2 separate regions of the Mus musculus genome follow, and region 2 is linked to region 1. The links are chromatin contacts, called in public Hi-C maps. All regions are on one chromosome and are shown on one strand. The core of a region is the stretch at or near the end of the contact, and the rest is flanking DNA. Distances in the headings are between cores, read along the strand shown.

Region 1 (2,904 bases), core at 338-2,837:
CTTCAAGTCAATGCACTGAAAACCATTAGCCTGTCCTCTAGAAAACAAGGCTTACAGCCCAGTGTTTCCTGAGCTGTGTTGGTTTAAATAATGTGGATAAAGTATGAAAGCACACTGACTCTGACCATTCCAAGTATGCCTTCATCTCCTCTAGTACGGATGTTCGGAAGAACTAAAGAACAGCCATTAAGATAATGGATGTGGAAGGTCACAGAAAAGTAGAAGGGAGTGGGTAAAGGCACCCTCCTTGCTAAAGCTAAGCCGGTGATTGTCCACTCACTTCAGGGCTATATTGGATGGAATGGGGGACCCAGAGTGAGGAGACTGTGTTTTGAGTCTGTTGCTGATGAGGCAAAAAGGCATCCTTGATTTACTCAAGCCTGTGCTGTCTCTTGCTTATGCTGTCGCCATTAACTTTGGCAACATAGCAGAAAATCTCATCAGAAAGCCCTGCTGATCCTAGAAAAATGAGGGGCGGGCGATACCATTCTTCAACATATATCATTGTAGTGCTTTGTCTCTCAAACTGTGCTGCCTTTGAGCTAATTATTGAGTAGCATATTTAGTGAGTAATTTCCTGCTGTGTAAAATTTCCCTCAAGTCCAAGTTGCTTCCTGTGATTATTTTTTCCCATTATGGATTATAATTCTACATTAGTAATAACTCTTTTCTAAAATCATCTTTAATTAGGGAGTGCAAGGAGTATGAATGTTCGTACAATGCCTATATAGGCCAAAGGCTTTGGATACCCTGGAACCTGGCATTAAAGGCAGTTGTTAAATCCCCTGCCCTAGGTACTGGGAACCGATCTTAGATCTTCTGCAAGAGCAGTCTGAACTCTTAAGCAGTAAGCCATCTCTCAGTTCTCCTGGTAGCTTCTTATAGATGCACAGACTGATACCAAAACCATGGGCCCTAAACTTAGATGGAGTCCAGTAAAGTTTTTCCTTTAAAATGTATTACTAGTTAGAGGTGAGGCATGCTTGTTTAATTCCACATGCATATTAACTCTTGTATTGTTTTATAGGGTTGCTGTAGCAAATTACAGCAATGTTCATGGCCAAACAGCAGAGGTTTATTTTTTTCACATCCAAAATCAAGGTGTCCCCAGGGCAGCCTTCCTACAAAGGCCCTAAAGCAGTGCTTCTCCACGTTCCTATTGCTGTGACCCTTTTAATACAGCTCCTTATGCTGTGCTGATACCCGACCATACAATTACTTTTGCTGCTACTTTATAACTGTAATGTTGCTACTGTCATGACTCATAGCTAAGTATCTGTGTTTTCTGGTGGTCTTAGGAGACTCCTGCTTCCTGCAGCACTTGGTGTCTTCTAGCATCCCTTCACTTGTAGCAGTATCGCCATCTGTCTATACATGACTTTCCCTGTGTCTCTTTGTCCTTTTCTGTCTCATATAAGGCCACTCCCCTTAGATTTAAGGTGTACACTAATCTAGTGCAATCTCATCATTATCTTTTATCTGCACAAAGCCTCTTTCCGAGTAAGCCCCAGTGACGAGAACCTGCTGCTCGGCCTCTTCAGCCCCAGTTTGAAGCTGGAATGGAACCTAAGTGTTGTTTTGATTTGTAGTTAGTGAGTCAATTCCTGTATGTTACTCACACCTTTGATGCCTGTGACAAAGACCTGTCACCTAGGAAGGAAAGACTTGCTTTGGCTCGGGAGTTTCAGATGTTACAGTTCAAGATCAGTCAGATGGAGTCGTGGCTTTGGGCCTGGAAAACAGTAAACCATGAGGTGAGCGTAGCTTCTGGTGGAAGCAGAGCATGCCTACGCTGACAGGCCTCTTCCTGCTCTGGGCCCCAGACTTTTGTGTGGTGCCACCCACATTCCTGACAGATGTTTCTCCCTTCCTTGGTTGATCATCTAGAAACACTGGTAGACGCTTGCAGAGGCGTGCTTTACCATCTCCTAAGTGTCCCTCAATGCAGCCATGCTGTCAATCAAGACTCAGTATCACAACCACATGAGAAAGAGTGCTCAGTAACATTGAGTGCTACGGCTGATTTCAGTTTTATGATGAGACAGGCTGTTGCCCATGCAAGGCGACCATACTATTGGCTCTCCATTGTAACGCTGATACTACTCGACTTGAGCTGGGCCAGTCACATCCAGTTAGCTAAGCCCTCACCTTACCTTGACAAGGAAAATGTGCTGAGTGAGGGTTAAGGATGCTGTCTTTACTTGGGTGGGAGGAATTAAAGAACAATTAATAAACTGAATAGAGGCCTTCAAGCCCAGGAATTGTATCATACAATTCTTGGTTCCCTAAGTCAATATATTCTAAAATATTTTCAGAAACTAACTGATCATTAGAACACAGCAAGTTGATCAGAGAGCATTTGTTTTTGACCTAAATGGTTTAGTCTAGCCTATAAGTCAGTTGATAAATACTTGCCTAGCTTGAGAAGAGTCTGCAGTTACATCTTCAGCACTGTAGAAACCAAGCATGGTAGCACTATACTATAATCCTACACCTCAGAGGTGTAGCCCATAAATTAAGGAATTCAAGATCACCTTGGCTACATAGCCATCCTGGGCTAAAGATAGAACCCAGTGCTTGTTAAAAACTGTGTGTCTCTCCTATAGGGCTGAACAACAATATGAACTAACCAGTACCCACAAAGCTCATGTCTCTAGCTGCATATATAGCAGAGGATGGCCTAGTCGGCCATCACTGGGAAGAAAGACCCTTGGTCTTGCAAACTTTATATGCCTCAGTACAGGGGAACGCCAGGGCCAAGAACTGGGAGTGGGTGAGTTGGGGAGCAGGGGAAGGGGTATAGGGGACTTTTGGAGAGGAAACTAGGAAAGGGGATAACATTTGAAATGTAAATGAAGAAAACATCTAATTAAAAAAAATACAAACCCTGTGTATCTCACCAGG
Region 2 (2,700 bases), core at 49-2,548, 66 kb after region 1:
TCTTTATATATATTGGATATTAGTCCCCTATCAGATTTAGGATTGGTAAAAATCCTTTCCCAATCTGTTGGTGGCCTTTTTGTCTTATTGACAGTGTCTTTTGCTTTACAGAAGCTTTGCAATTTTATGAGGTCCTATTGGTCAATTCTCGATCTTACAGCACAAGCCATTGCTGTTCTGTTCAGGAAAATTTCCCCTATGCCCATATCTTCAAGGCTTTTCCCCACTTTCTCCTCTATAAGTTTTAGTGTCTCTGGTTTTATGTAGTGTTCTTTGATCCACTTAGACTTGAGCTTTGTACAAGGAGATAAGAGTGGATCAGTTCGCATTCTTCTACATGATAACAGGAAAGGCGGGTTTTTAAATCATTATGGTTAGAAGCATTCATGCAAAGCCCTTGTCTATAGAAATTTAGAAGAAAGTATATAAAGCATGGGTTTATACTTCCTCTTTTAGGTGAAACCCTCCCTCCATCATAGCAGCCGAGAGAGAGAGAGAGAGAGAGAGAGAGAGAGAGGAAAATATTTGAAGAGAGAGGAGATGTTTGCATAGAAAATGATGATGGAACTGAAGAGATTAGGAAAATAATGTATCCCCATGTGTACTTCAGAGAGAAAAAGTGCATGCTGAGGACAGGAAGCTGTGATTGTTAGGTTAGATCATTCAGGAAATGATCAATATGGATGCTTTCTGGTTTCAGGATATAAGGCTGCAGTAGATGCCAGGGCCTTTCTCCAATGAGTTTCCTGAATAAGATGAAGTCTTAGGATGTGCCTGGATTAACCCTAATTTGTCAGAAACTGACAGTAAATAGCATACAACATTGGAAAAGGGTTCAAAAGACTGCAATGGTTTCAGATTTTCATCTAAAAATACACAAATAGATACAGAATTGTCTTTGACACATGACTTCTTTGTGTGCTATTTGGACATACATAGCTATAAGCTGCCTGCCTTCCCTCTGTGAGAAGTTTTATCTTCTTGACCACAATAATGATGTGGTCAGCAGAATGGATACTTTATTGTATCACAGAACTGTCTTTACATTTTATCATGTCACCTTTCAAGTGATGACTCCCATGGATTCTCCACCAGGAGCATGTGAGAATTTTAGCTTCTCCATGTCTTCAGCTTTGGTATAATTATACTGTTTAAGTTTTTAAAAATCTGGCAAGTATGAAATAGTTTTTATGATTTTAATGTTGAATTTCCCTAGAGAGGTTGAAAGTATGGGCTAGGTTCTTGGCCTCTTGGGTTTTGTCTTCCATTTGTGTCCTGTTTGTCTTCATATACATTTTGGATCCTAATCTTTGCTAAGGGTGTGGTCTGTGTCAGTTTGCCCGTGTGACTCACCTTGCACTTTGCTCAACTTGTCACTTACTGAACTGAGTTTTTAAATTGTCAGAGAGTCGCAATTATCAATGTTTCTTTTTACTACTTTATAATATGTGCTTTAAAAAATCATTCTTATCCCTAAGATCAGGAAAATGGCTTTCTTTTCCTCTACTATTTCTTTAAAGATTTTTACCAACTTATACTTTGATTTTTTTCAGTTTTATTTATCTGTGCTGTGTATGTGTGTATACTCGCATATTGATGTGTTTTGGCACATGGAGGTTATAGGAGACTTCCATCACTCTCCACCTTATTCCATGATGCAAGATCTTTCATGAACTGAGCACTCACTGGAATTCAGCTTGGTTTTTGTTTTGGGGTTGGTTTGGTTATTGGGGGGTAGGCTGGTAGCAAGCAAAATCAGACAATCCTCTTACTCTGCCCTGCCCCTCCTTACTCAGCATCAGAGTTTGAGATGTCTAACCCATACCTAGTTTTCTTTGTTGTTGTTGTTGTTGTTGTATGTGTCTGTGCAAGTGTCTACATATACGTACATATGTACATTACATATGATCCTGGTGCACTCAGATGTCAGAAGGGGGATTGCATCTCCTGGAACTAGAGTTACAGGAAGGGCCACCATATGGATGCAGGGAACCAATCCTAGATCTTCTGTAAGAAGAGCAAGTACTACTAACAATTGAATCATCTTTCCAGCCCACTACTTCATGCCCAGCTTGTTATGTGTCTGCTGGGGATTTGAACTCAGGTCCTCATGCTTGCACATTAAGCACTCTCCCTTATATCCTTTTTCTCCATCTGGATTGTGTGTGTGTGTGTGTGTGTGTGTGTGTGTGTGTGTAGAGTTAGGCTTAACAATTTTATATTTTCTATTAGGAAACCACCCATAGTGTGCAACTCAACCTTTTTGTGTTAGTTTTATATTATGCATATATTACATATACGTATGAGTGTATCTCTATGCTAATATAAACAGCCTTGATTAGTATCCATTTAAAATAAGCCTGGCAATCTCACAGAAGTTTTTTCTTTGGGCGCCTCTTTATTAAGCTATTCTTGGTCTCTGCTTTTAGAATGAGTTTGCCATGCTCCAGCAGCACCCCTGGTAGGCTTGTGAGTGGGACTGCCCTGAATGTCCTGACTAACATGCTGATTCCGCATGCCTTGAGCCTTCCCATTTGTACACATTTGACCTTTGCTGTGCCTCCTCATAGTGATTTCACTTCCTCTTGACATCAGTTTAAGGTCTCACATAGTCTTTGTAGCTTCTTAAAAAGTAAACCAAATAAGATCAAATTGAATTCCATTGAATGTCATGATTCCCTTCCATACACTCATGACTTT

The links. A called contact is a pair of places that touch in the nucleus more often than the background predicts.
Region 2: a Hi-C map of Th2 cells shows a contact between it and region 1, with 2.2 times the contacts expected there. The contact joins two enhancer-like sites. A contact is called at or near these places in 7 of 39 promoter capture datasets (the C10 cell line, embryonic stem cells, hippocampal neurons and 2 more), 14 of 484 Hi-C or Micro-C datasets (Th2 cells, brain, cerebral cortex and 8 more), 9 of 115 datasets of contacts at active chromatin or transcription factors (astrocytes, bone marrow-derived dendritic cells, embryonic stem cells and 4 more) and 3 of 9 other capture datasets (adipose tissue, liver and pancreatic islet).

The regions. Positions count from the first base shown.
Region 1 is chrX:166,183,959-166,186,862 of GRCm38.p6, forward strand. The region is part of intron 3 of Gemin8 (gem nuclear organelle associated protein 8); the gene reads left to right. Among named protein-coding and RNA genes, the nearest start is that of Gemin8, 15 kb to the left of the region's middle. Within about 2 kb of position 1,588, at least 11 of the 459 cell types and tissues checked have an H3K27ac peak or open chromatin away from gene starts, as enhancers often do. A contact at or near this core is called in Th2 cells, where this site is marked.
Region 2 is chrX:166,250,698-166,253,397 of GRCm38.p6, forward strand. It overlaps a transcript of Gpm6b not described here. Among named protein-coding and RNA genes, the nearest start is that of Gemin8, 82 kb to the left of the region's middle. Within about 2 kb of position 1,299, at least 2 of the 459 cell types and tissues checked have an H3K27ac peak or open chromatin away from gene starts, as enhancers often do. A contact at or near this core is called in Th2 cells, where this site is marked.